Regions from separate parts of the Sus scrofa genome. Here all the other regions are linked to region 1. Evidence: chromatin contacts called from public HiChIP or PLAC-seq data. All regions are on one chromosome and are shown on one strand. Each heading gives the region's core, a stretch centred on a gene start, on an enhancer-like site or on the middle of the called end of the contact. The rest is flanking DNA. Distances are from core to core; before and after follow the strand shown. Region 1 has its middle 280 kb from the start of MN1. Region 2 has its middle 100 kb from the start of MN1. Region 3 has its middle 120 kb from the start of MN1.

Region 1 (3,802 bases), core at 568-3,067:
TCTGGTTGTAAGAAAACACCAATGTAAATAGGTGTTTGCTTGATAATACATCATTCAATTGTGCAAAACTACCTTTTCTGTGCTTTGCTGTATGTTAGTTGTATTTCACAATTGAGAGCATAGAAAGAGCTTGTGTTGGCTTTGGCTCTAAGGGCAGAAGTGGAGGCTGGGAGGCCAGAGGGGAGGCTGCCGCAGACAGACAGATGAGACAATGGTGGCCTAGACTGGGGGAGCTGGGGGACAACTGGGAGAGAGAGAAGCAGAAGGATTCCCTGGAGATCTAGCTGATCAGCTGGTGGCCCCCATCTTGCTCACTGATGCTTTTGACTTCTGGCTTTTAACCACATCCTCCAGGACCTTGTCACCATAGTCCTGGGTCATCAGAACTGGGAGACCAGATGGGCCTCATCGAGGGTGCCTGGCAGCGGGGAGCCACGGACAGCATCAGAGAACCCCATGGAAAGGTGGCCAAGAAAAGAGACAGGGGAGCCAAGTGCAAAGAGAGAGTGGCGAAGAGGCCGTTTCTCAGAGCTGTCAGCATGGGGGCCCCGGGAGCCCCATGTTCCATTAGCCGTTTTGTGGGCTTGTTTTATTGGCCAGCGTGCACAGGTGGGGTGGCAGTCTGGCCAGGGTGACCTGTGCAGATGTGGCTGCAGGAGGGGACAGCGTCAGTGGCCGGACCTCACCCCAGCCCCCAGGCCCGTGCCCAGTCCGGATTCCCTAGCGCCTTCTCTCCTGCCTCCTGGGGACAGCGGCAGTGTTTTCTGTCTGGCCGGCCACGCCTGGCTGTGCTGGGGAACACAGGCCCCTTCAGAGGTGCCCCCCGAGTCGGCCGAGCTGTCCGAGCCCTGACAAGCTCTTGAGGGAAGCGGGCGTCGCAGCCCCAGCTGTGTAAATGTTTTTGGTTTTCCTGCTGAGGCTGGGGGTTGAGTCAGTGCCAAGACAAGCCTCGCTGGAGTTTTCTTTGGCAAGGCGGCCCAGCTCAGGAATGTCAGGCGAACTTTCCAAATGGGCTGGTTTGTCGGCGGGACCTCAGGCTGAAAGCTGAGCCCTGGGTACACTCTGCCATCATCTAATTACCGCGTCCCCAATTAGAGTCAAGAGCCATGGCCCGGCCTGGTCAGATGGGAGCTATTTTCTCTGCTCACCCTCCTCTTTCCGGGAGGGGCCGGGGCGGTTCAAGAGGCTCTCTGTGGGCTCCCCGAGTGGGCATGGGTGGGAGGGTAGCTTTCACCATTCAGAGGGTGATGATGTTTCCGGGGGGTGGGGGTGCGAACTCCATTCTGGGCCCCAGCTGCGACGCTGGGTGAAAACCCACTCCGAGGTATACATTTTCCGTCTTGTTGTTGAACTTGCTTAACTGCGACTTGGACCTTCCTCAGACGTCTCACAGAAGAGATGATCTAGAGTAAAGCTTCCAAATGCAGGATCCTCCAGGGGCGGGCCCGTTTCCTAAATGAGCGAAGCTGGCCAAGAGTGAGGCAATACGGAGGGGTGGGGACTGGGGCAGACAGGGAATTCATGCCTCAGCCACAGGGGTGGATGCTTCTCAGCTTCGGCTGACCTTGGCTTTGGGCGAATTGATTCGGATGTGGCCCAAACGTCTGAAGTTCCAAGAGAGACCCCCCAAATCTGTATTTTATGTAAAAATCCCTAAGTCTCAAAACGTTGGGAACTAATTCAATTAGGAAAAAAAAATTGACAGAGGACCATGTTAGCCAAACAAAACACATCTGGGAGCTGGATGAGGCCTTCAGACCACGCATGTGTGACCTCTGGGCTCCAACTTCCTGACCCGTGACTGCAAGCTGAGAGGACAGATGGAAAGAGCGACCTCATCCCCGACAATAGCAATGATAAAACACTTTTGTCTGTGCTCTGGGCTGACCCAGGCATGGAGCTGAGGACTTTTCTTATGATGAGCTCCATTTAATTTTTAATCTGATGAGCAGGTAGCATCATGCCCACTTTACAGATGGGAAAACTGAAGGCTACAGGATAGGATGTAATTTGGCCAAGGTCATACAGTTGATCAATGGCAGAGCAGGAATTGGCCATCAGGTCTGTCTGACCCCCAGTACTGGGCCAAAGTCATGAGATTTGCTTTCATGTTGTTGTTGAATTCATTCATTCATTTGTTCCATAAGGCTTTATTGAGCTCCTACTGTGTGCCAGGCACTGTGCTAGCTGCTTTGCAAGGATTAAATGAGGGAATATATGCAAAGAGCATAGAGCATATGCCCAGGTTGTTAGCTCCTGTTATTATTACTATTATCAATATGCATCTACCTACATGGGGAGTGTCCTGCACAGGCTGCTGGGGGTTGGGGTGTGAAGGAGGTTGTAAAAATACAAGTAATGTTGGGAGTTCCCATTGTGGCTCAGTGGTTAGCGAATCCGACTAGGAACCATGAAGTTGCGGGTTTGATCCCTGGCCTTGCTCAGTGGGTTAAGGATCTGGTGTTGCCGTGAGCTGTGGTGTAGGTTGCGGACTCGGCTCGGATCCCATGTTGCTGTGGCTCTGGTGTAGGCCAGCAGCTATAGCTCCGATTCCACCCGTAGCCTGGGAAACTCCATATGCTGTGGGAGCCGCCCTAGAAAAGGCAAAAAGACTATATATATATATATATATATATATATATATATATATATACACACACAAGTAATGTTTAGCTGCTTTTTTAATTTTAATTGAAGTATAGTTGATTTTTAAGACTGTGTTAATTTCAGGTTATAGGAGTGATTTAGTTATATATGTAATATATATATTATATATATTCAGTTATATATAATAGCCTTTTTCAGATTCATTTCCATTATAGGTTATTAAAAGATATTGAATGTAGTTCCCTGTGCTATACAGTAAATCCTTGTTTATCTGTTATATATAGAGTAGTGTGTATCTGTTAATCCCCTACTGCTAATTTATCCCCACCATCCCCCTTTGGTTACCATAAGTTTGTTTGCTGTGTGTGTGAGTCTGGTTCTGTTTTGTAAATAAGTCCATTTGTATCCTTTTTTAAGATTCTACATATAAGTAATATCATAGGTATTTGTCCTTCTCTTTCTGACTTCACTTAGGATAATATCTAGGTCCATCCATGTTGCTGCAAATGGCATTATTTCATTCTTTTTTCATTAGCCTCTTCTTTTGAAAATGCCCAGCTTCATGGATCTCGGCTAGATGCTTTCATTGACTCCGTGAACCTGGGATTCACTCATCTCTGATCTGTGAAATGGGTACAGTAGGCACCCAATCAGAGCCACTGGGCACAGAAGTTCAGTTCACACCGGCAAAGCTCTAGACAGGGAGTGCTTGGAGGAGGCCTTGACCATCTTGGTGCCCCAGCACCCTCGCCGACCCAGGGGCAACAATGATGCTTGTGAAGGTGTCCAGCTAACTTGGGAGGTTGACAGGCTTGGGCATAAAATCAGTCAGCCTTGCAGCATTGGAGAGGCAAATGCAGGGTGCAAGGATGGCACCCACTGAGGCTCTGACTCCTCTGTGGGGTCAGAGGCATCTGGACTAAGGTCTCTAGAGCAAACTGAAATTTACTGTTTGCCAAACACTTTACAGTTTGCCAAGCTGGACTGTGCAGCAGGTTCTCCCCAGCTCTCAAGCATTCACTGGCTCCCCACGACCTCTTACATGGCCCACAGTGAGCCCTGGACAAAAAATTTGAATGCATGAATGCCTGTGAGCAAGTACACACCACGCACACTCAGGTGGCCCACACTGGGCCAGTCCTTACCCAGCTACTTGGTCGTGGCTTCAGCCCCATGTAGGAGGCAGTTGAGATGT
Region 2 (3,802 bases), core at 963-3,462, 180 kb before region 1:
TTTGGAAATCCTAAAACATTTGTTTCTTGTGGATAAAGATTTATCCACAAGAATGCCCACTGCAGCATTGTTTATAGTGAACAAGTGGAAACAAACTAAAAGACAACACAAAAGAAAACTTTGCTGCTTATTTACAGTTTATTTCTTATTGTTCACTAATTTTTACTAACATGGCTTGAATCAGTTAAGGTATGGCTATATGCTGAATTACAGTCCAGCCATGAAAATCAGGTCTCAAGGAAAACTTTTTTTTTTTTTAATTTTTAATTTTTTTTTTGGTCTTTGTCTTTTTAGGGCTGCACCCGCAACACATGGAGGTTCCCAGGCTAGGGGTTGAATCAGAGCTGTAGCTGCTGGCCTACACCACAGCCACAGCAACGCCAGATCCTTAATCCACTGAGAGAGGGCAGGGATCGAACCTGCATCCTCATGGATATTAGTCAGATTCATTTTTGCTGAGCCACGACGGAAACTCTCAAGGAAAATTTATTAATGTTATAACATTCAGGCTGTTAAATGAAAAATAAAATCAGATGACAAAATAGAACTGTAGCGTGATCCCACTTGTACATCTTCATTTTTTATCCCTAGCTCTATAAATCTGTGTGCAGAAAAAAAATATCTGGAAGGAACTAACCCAAAATGCTGTCTGGGTTTGTCTCTGATGGTGAAGCTATGTGCCTCTTTTTCATCTTCTTCATATTAACACGTATATTTGGAGTTTCTTCAGTGCCAGGTACATGGCATCCATCTGGGGTCTCCTTTAGTTCTCACAATGAACTTGGTGTGGGGGGGGTTGCTAGGACTATATACCCTTTTCTCAGATGGCAACATTAAGGTCAAAGAGGAGCTCAATGCATGTGAGTTAAGAGAAAGAATGAGGGAATAAATGAATGAAACCAGAAACCCATGGCTGAGGTAGGGGGAGGGTGTATGGACCTCGAATGGGAAATAATAAAGGAACACGTATTGGTGTCTCCTCATCAGGCCACTGCCCTCTCTGAAAAGCCCCATTCATGTTTCTTCTGTTTAGAAAAAGACCAAAGTTCTTCCTGCCTGCTCTTGCTCAGTCTCCTCACTGCCTTTTCCAGACCTGGAGGAACCCTGAGAAATGATCTAGCCCTATATTCTCAGATAACTTTTAAGAGTTTTTTTCTTTAAATAACCTTTTTATCGCTGATGAACAAGGAACTATTCATTGTGGAAAATTTGAAAAATGACAAAAGTAGGAAGGCGCAGAACCCGCCATCCCCCCCCCACCCCCGGGCCACGTATTTCCACCCTTAGAATAGTCAAGGTTGACGTGTGGGTCTATTTCCTCTGTGTTTCTCTTTACGCAGTTGGCCTCAACCTGGATGTACAATCTGGTAACCTGCTAGTCTTATGTCACTAGGAGTCCCTAGAATTCCAGGTGGATTTAAACCCAGCACTGGACTACAACCTGTGTGAGGATCCCTGATGGACATGAGCATCCCTGGGGTCCAAGGAGCCCCATGGTTTTCTAGCAAAGATAGCAAAGGAGGGACCGGGCACCTGGGATCCCAGACTCGCCCACTCTGAGCCCAACTGGCTCTGGGTCTGGCTGCTCCAGATACTCCGGGGGGAGTGGGGGGCCATCAAAAAGGAGAATTCCTTTGCTTCCCAAAGGCCTCACCTGTCATCTAGAAAGGAAATGTGACTTGTTTGGTGTCTCCCAGCAAATCAGGAGCAGCCCGGGGGCTGGGATCCAGGCCGCCTGCTTGGCACATTCATTGGGCAATCCTTAGTGGGTGCCATCTCTATGCCCGGAAGTTGGCCGGGCCCTCTGGGATCAGCGCTGAACCAGAGACAGACTCAGTCTCTGCTCTCCCAAAGCTTCTGTTCCATGAGGGCAGCTGCAAAAGGCCGGTTATGGGACAAAGGATCAAACAGTCGCAGTTGGTGATTGGAGGGATGGAGACAGAGACAGAGGGTGGGGGAGAAGGGGAGTGGCGGGAGAGCTGGTCTCTCTGGGAGGTGACCTCTGAGCTGGGGCAGAAGGGATGGGAAGAGGGAAGAGAAGGCCTGAGGGTGAAGGCCTGGAGGCTGGCGTGGTGTGAGCGAGGGCAAGGGCTGGAGGAGACGGGGTCAGATGGCTGGGCAGGGCCAGGACACGCAAGCCACCGTCAGAGGTGAGCAGAGGGTTTTAAGCAGGGGAGGGACGTGACTGGATCCATGTTCTGAAAGGTTACCGGCTGCCCTGAGGCTGCAGCTGGCAGTCTGCCGATGCCCTGCACGCCTAGGCTCCTGGGGCAGGGACGCCACCTCTGGAGGGGAAGATCCATCAGTTTGGCCACAGGCCAAGGGGCCCTTGCACCTGTGGGGGGTGAGGATCGCCTGCCCCCACTGCAGGGAGAAGGGAACAGTAAATCCCTTCTCTGGTCTGGCCAAAGGTCTGTCTGCCCTGCAAGTCCCTGGTGTTACCCCAAGTTCTGGGCATCAACCAGAGCTGGGCTGGCCAAGTCCTGCTTTGCTCAGCCTCTCAGCGACCCTCTGACCTCAGTTTCCTGGCAGGAGGAGGCCTGATGACCACTGCTCATGGGGCCCCCAGTTGAGGTCAGAGCCTGAACCAAGTGCCTTCCTCTCACCAGCTTATATTTGCCCCATATGCTCACACTCAACAGACCCACTGGGTCCGAAAGTCACTTAGCCAGGATCACACAGCCAAAGAGGGGTATAGCTGGCCTGCCAGACAGGGCTCCACAGACCCCACGTGTCCCACCCTAGGCTCTGCTTCTCAGCCCCCTGGGGGATGACTACCATTGGTCAGAGGAAGGGAGAGAGATGGGGAAGGGTGTTCCCAACAGTGGGAACAGTATATGCAAAGTCCTAGATAGAACAGAAAACAGGGTATAAATATGCAGATGTTTTTATTATAACGTCTTTACTGAGATATAATTCACATACCATACTGTTCATCCATTTGAAGTGCATAATTCAATGGTTTTTACTATATTCAAGAATCGTGCAGCCATTACAACCATGACTTTTAGTACATTTTCATCACCTCAAAAAGAAACCCTGTACCCATAGCTCTCATCTCACCCCCCAATTCCTTCAACCCTCGGCCCCTGGCAACTACTAATCTGCTTTGTCTGTTCTGGACATTTCTGGATAGTCCATCTAGATTCGCCTGTTCCGAACCTTTCGTTTATATGAAACCATACAACACAATCATCTGTGACTGGCTTCCTTCACTCAGCATCCTGTTTTCTCCTTTCATCCACGTTGCAGTGTGCATTAGAACATCATTCCTTTCTGTGACTGAATAACATTCCGTCATATAAATACACACCACATTTTGTTCACTATTCATTGGTTGATGGACGTTTGGGTTACTTCCACCTTTTGACTATTATGAGTAATGCTGCCTTGAACGTCTGTGTACAATTTTATGTGTTCATGTGTTTTCATTTCTTTTGGGTAGATGCCTAGGAGAGTAATTGCTGGGTAAATTACTATGATAAATCTAGGTTTAACTTTTTGAGGAAGTGCCAGACTGTTTTGTGAATTTTGTTTTTAAAGGTCGTAAGTGCATGTTTGTGTAAATATGTGTGCATGGACATTTGCATTTGTACATGTGTGTTAGGTATGTAAATACATTCGCATATGTGCTCCAGAGATGAACTGTCTTTCAACAGTAGCAAATATGATAGTTCTTGTCCTACTGAGAGTGGCACGTGGGTCTGGTGTTCCCAGCAGGGACATCGTATGGGCAAAAGCTGGGAGGTAGGAGAGAGAGAAGTGAGTTCTCGCTTTGGAAAGTGCCGAAAAGTGGCTGTGT
Region 3 (3,802 bases), core at 433-2,932, 160 kb before region 1:
ATGATACAAAATAGCTCCCAGGCACTGCAGGCTTATTTCATTCAGAGCTGTTCAAAGCCCTTTAGGATGCCTGCTTTTCCTCCTCACACTCCACCAGGCAGAGCTCAGTGTGGAGCTCCTGTAATAGAGATGGGTGTGGAGACCAGAGAGGCCAAGCAGCTTCCCCAAGGCAACTCAGCAAACCCAGACCCTCTGAGTCTGACCCCACTGTGCACGGCCCGGTACCTCTTCCTCTCTCACTCCCCTCCATCCAGAATAGCCTTCATCACATCCTTCAAACACCCCAACCTTTTATTTTTTTAATTAAAAAACGATAATGTTTACCTATGGGTGATTAAAAACCAAAACCTTATTTTTCCCCAAGGGAAAAAAAAAAGTTTTTTGTTCGTTTGTTTTAAAGAAGTACTATAGAGAGTTCCTTTGTGGAGCAGCAGGTTAAGGATGCAGTGCTGTCCCTGCATCCACTTGCGTTGCTGCTGTGGTGCAGGCTCGATCCCTCGCCCGGGAACTTCCACATGCCTTGGGCATGTCCAAAAAAAAAAAAAAAAAAAAGTATAACAATTACACTAACAGAGGTTTTGTGAATTTCAGAAGTTGGTCTTAAAAGAATAAGAACTATTACTAACAGAAACCATGGCAGATGTTAACTTACTCAGCAACACACAGCACATGAAGTACCAATATTCACGTGAAAAAAATACGAAAAATCCAATGTTCCAAGAAACTTAACATCAGTCTAAAATGAAGCTTCAAATGTCATGTAAGGCAATTGTTTGGCAAACGTTATTTTTCACTCAGTTACAATAGCTATCATTCATGAATATGTAATGATACCCTTTTATCAGCTCACTAAATCCTTGTAATACTACTGTAAGATTTGTATTATTATTAACTTTTTAAAGATAATAAAGTTTAGAGAAAAGTGAAGTGAATTCTCCAAAATGGGAAAAAAACAAAATAAGATTTGAACTCAGATATCAGTCCCAAACTTTCTGCTGCTTTGGGCTGCCTAACTCTGAGCATTCACACCAGCTTTTCCCTCTGCCCAGAATGCTCTTCCAGCCTCATCTCCAATCCTGCCTCTCAGGACCCTCCCTGGACCCTTTACTCTTTTTCCTTCCCAGCATTTATGAGACAATAACTACCTAGTCATTTGGTTGATGGTCTGTGTCTGTCAGTTCCACGCCAGGCCCTGTGCTAAATGCTTTACAGCTACGATTGCATTTTGTCTTTATGATAATCGTTTGAAGTGAGGGGATGGTCTTCATTTTACAGGTGAGAGGGAGAAGGTGGTTCAGCGGCCTCAAGTCACTTCTTGGTGGTCCCATGTCAAGGGCAGCTGAAACCAGGGCTCCTGGCTCATATCATCCCTGCCTTCACTTGTCTCCCAGACACATAGCATCACAGAATTCACACACTGGAGCTGGAAATGACACCTTCATTTTGCAAAAGGGGAAACTGAGGCCCTGAGAAGGACCAAGACTCGCCCTGGGTCACACAGAGGGTTGAGAGCAAGCAAGCCCAAGCTACGGTCATCCCTGGAACCCCGGGCCCCTGGCCACACTACCCCAGGCTCCCTGGCTCCATCAGAATGTCACATCTTTCTCCACACTGGGGGCCAGTGGCCAGGGCTGTGGCCGAGAAGGAAATGCTGGAGTGTGAGAGGCCTGGATCAGAGATGTGCCTGTCACTCTGGCTGGACGCTCAAGGCAGCTCCATTATTCAGGTCATCAGGCTGGAGCCACCAGGCAGGGGAGGGAGGGCCCGCTGCAGCCGGGATGGTCAGCTGGCTGGGCTGCAGGGGGCCGCAGGGCCCCGGGAGCTGTCACCGCTGACTGATGGATGGGGACAGCTTCCAGTTGCCGGCCATCCCTGCCACGAGCCCCGTGGCCATCTCTGCGGCCGCCCACGCTGGCCTCCCGCCCGGTGCCTTGCTTTGAACATCCATAAGGCCTTTTGTTCTCGCAGCAGGGGCTGGGGGGCAGCATTGAGGGGCCCCTTTCAGAGGAAGGAGACTCCTGCTGGGGCTTCCCCCAGCCCTGGACCCCCGCTGCGTTCCTCTAATTACCTGTGGGCAGGAGGGCCGGCTTAGGGCTCCAGCTGAGCTGTTAGGAATCTGCTCTGAGGTGGGGGGTGTGGGGGCTGGAGAAGCCTTGAATTCCAGCCGAGGATCCCAAATGGGAAACCGAGGCCCAGAGAGGGTAACACCCTTCCTTGAGGTCACACAGCAAGTTAGAGGTGAGGCTTGTGCTGGACCTAGGGGTGTTCAGGCTCCTCAAGGTGAGGGGTGGGAAGGAAACTGGCACTTCGTGGGTTTGGAACACCGATTATGTGCCTGGCCATTGACACCCACGTCTTCTTGAATTAGAAGGCAATCTGTTTCAGGTTACCCTTGCTTCCCAGCTCTGTGTCCCCAGGCAGGTTAATTCCTGTCTCTGAGCCCCATTTCTTCATCTGTGAAATGAACTTATTTATTGAGCACCTTCTAGACTCAGGACCATGAGGAGACACACAGTGCACGCAGTCTCTGACCCTGAGGAGCGATCCATGACATGGGCATGTGTTTGTAGAAAGCCCAATGCACTAGATAAGTAATTCAGTCCAGGGAGAGAGGCAGAGGTGGGACCTTTGAGGGGACACCCCCCCCCCCCCGCCGCCGCTGCCTGGAGTCAGGAGGGATCCATGCAGAGCACCATGCCCGAAGATTTTATTCAGAGAGTGATGGAGAGCCATGCAGGGCTTCTGAGGTTGGAGATGATCTCCACAGGCTGAAGTTGCTGAGGCAGAGGCAGGGGGTGGCAAGGAGGCTCCTGGGAGGGTCCCGGTGAGAGGGGACCAGGGCTGAGCCCCCTTCCCTACATCCTCACACAGGCTGGGCTCCAAGCCTGGAGGTCACAGACTCTTAGCACCGCTGCAGTTTGGTGGGTCCCCAAGAAATGGATATAGAGTCATCCTGTGACCCAGCAGTTCCACACCTAGGTATCCACCCAGAGGACCTGTAATCAGAGACTCCAACAGATACTTGTACATTCATGTTCATAGCAGCATCACTCACAGCAGCCAAAAGGTGACCATCAGAGATGAGCAGATAAACACAACATGCTCTCTCCATCCAATGGAATTCTACTTAGCCTTAAAAAAGGGATGAAACTCTGACACAGGCTACAATGTGGATAAACCTTGACAACACAAAGTGAAAGAAGCCAGACACAAATACGCAAGGATTCTGTGATTCTACTTCTATAGGCACATTCATGGAGACAGAAAGTAGAACAGGGCTGCTGGGGAGTCGGGGGGATGAGGAGGCATCGGTTGATGGGTGCAGAATTTCTGTTTGGGGTGATGTAAAAGTCTTGGAAATAGCGGTGATGGTTGCCCAAGATTATGACATTCTGAATGAACTTAATGGTATTGAAATATCTTCTTAAAATTGTTTGAAATGGCAAGCTTTATGATATATGTATTTCACCATGATTTTAAAATTTCTGGAAGATACAAGGTTACACTCTAGATGGGTCAGTCTTGAATTAAAAGCAAAACAAAGGGGGTGGGAGCCATGCTGGGGGTCCTCAGGCTCCCAGGGAAAGGGGTAGAAAGAGAAGCTGCCCTCAGGGAGACAAAGGCCACTCTGTGCCCAGTTTGGTGAATGGAGACCGCTGCCTCTGACCCTTCCCTGTTGGATGTATCATTTTCCCAGAGCCTTTTGAGAGACTCCAGCCCTGCTCCTGCTCTGACTTGCTGTGTGCCCTTTGGCAAGTCACACAAACTCTCTGGGCCTCAGTTGCCTCATCTATCCATCAAG

What was found. HiChIP or PLAC-seq counts read pairs in DNA pulled down with a chosen protein or histone mark.
Region 2: an H3K27ac HiChIP or PLAC-seq map of skeletal muscle shows a contact between it and region 1. The contact joins two enhancer-like sites. A contact is called at or near these places in 1 of 47 Hi-C or Micro-C datasets (skeletal muscle) and 1 of 2 datasets of contacts at active chromatin or transcription factors (skeletal muscle).
Region 3: an H3K27ac HiChIP or PLAC-seq map of skeletal muscle shows a contact between it and region 1. The contact joins two enhancer-like sites. A contact is called at or near these places in 1 of 47 Hi-C or Micro-C datasets (skeletal muscle) and 1 of 2 datasets of contacts at active chromatin or transcription factors (skeletal muscle).

The regions. Positions count from the first base shown.
Region 1 is chr14:44,857,271-44,861,072 of Sscrofa11.1, reverse strand. No RefSeq gene overlaps it. Among named protein-coding and RNA genes, the nearest start is that of MN1, 280 kb to the left of the region's middle. Within about 2 kb of position 1,817, at least 28 of the 83 cell types and tissues checked have an H3K27ac peak or open chromatin away from gene starts, as enhancers often do. A contact at or near this core is called in skeletal muscle, where this site is marked.
Region 2 is chr14:45,039,936-45,043,737 of Sscrofa11.1, reverse strand. No RefSeq gene overlaps it. Among named protein-coding and RNA genes, the nearest start is that of MN1, 100 kb to the left of the region's middle. Within about 2 kb of position 2,212, at least 3 of the 83 cell types and tissues checked have an H3K27ac peak or open chromatin away from gene starts, as enhancers often do. A contact at or near this core is called in skeletal muscle, where this site is marked.
Region 3 is chr14:45,021,836-45,025,637 of Sscrofa11.1, reverse strand. No RefSeq gene overlaps it. Among named protein-coding and RNA genes, the nearest start is that of MN1, 120 kb to the left of the region's middle. Within about 2 kb of position 1,682, at least 4 of the 83 cell types and tissues checked have an H3K27ac peak or open chromatin away from gene starts, as enhancers often do. A contact at or near this core is called in skeletal muscle, where this site is marked.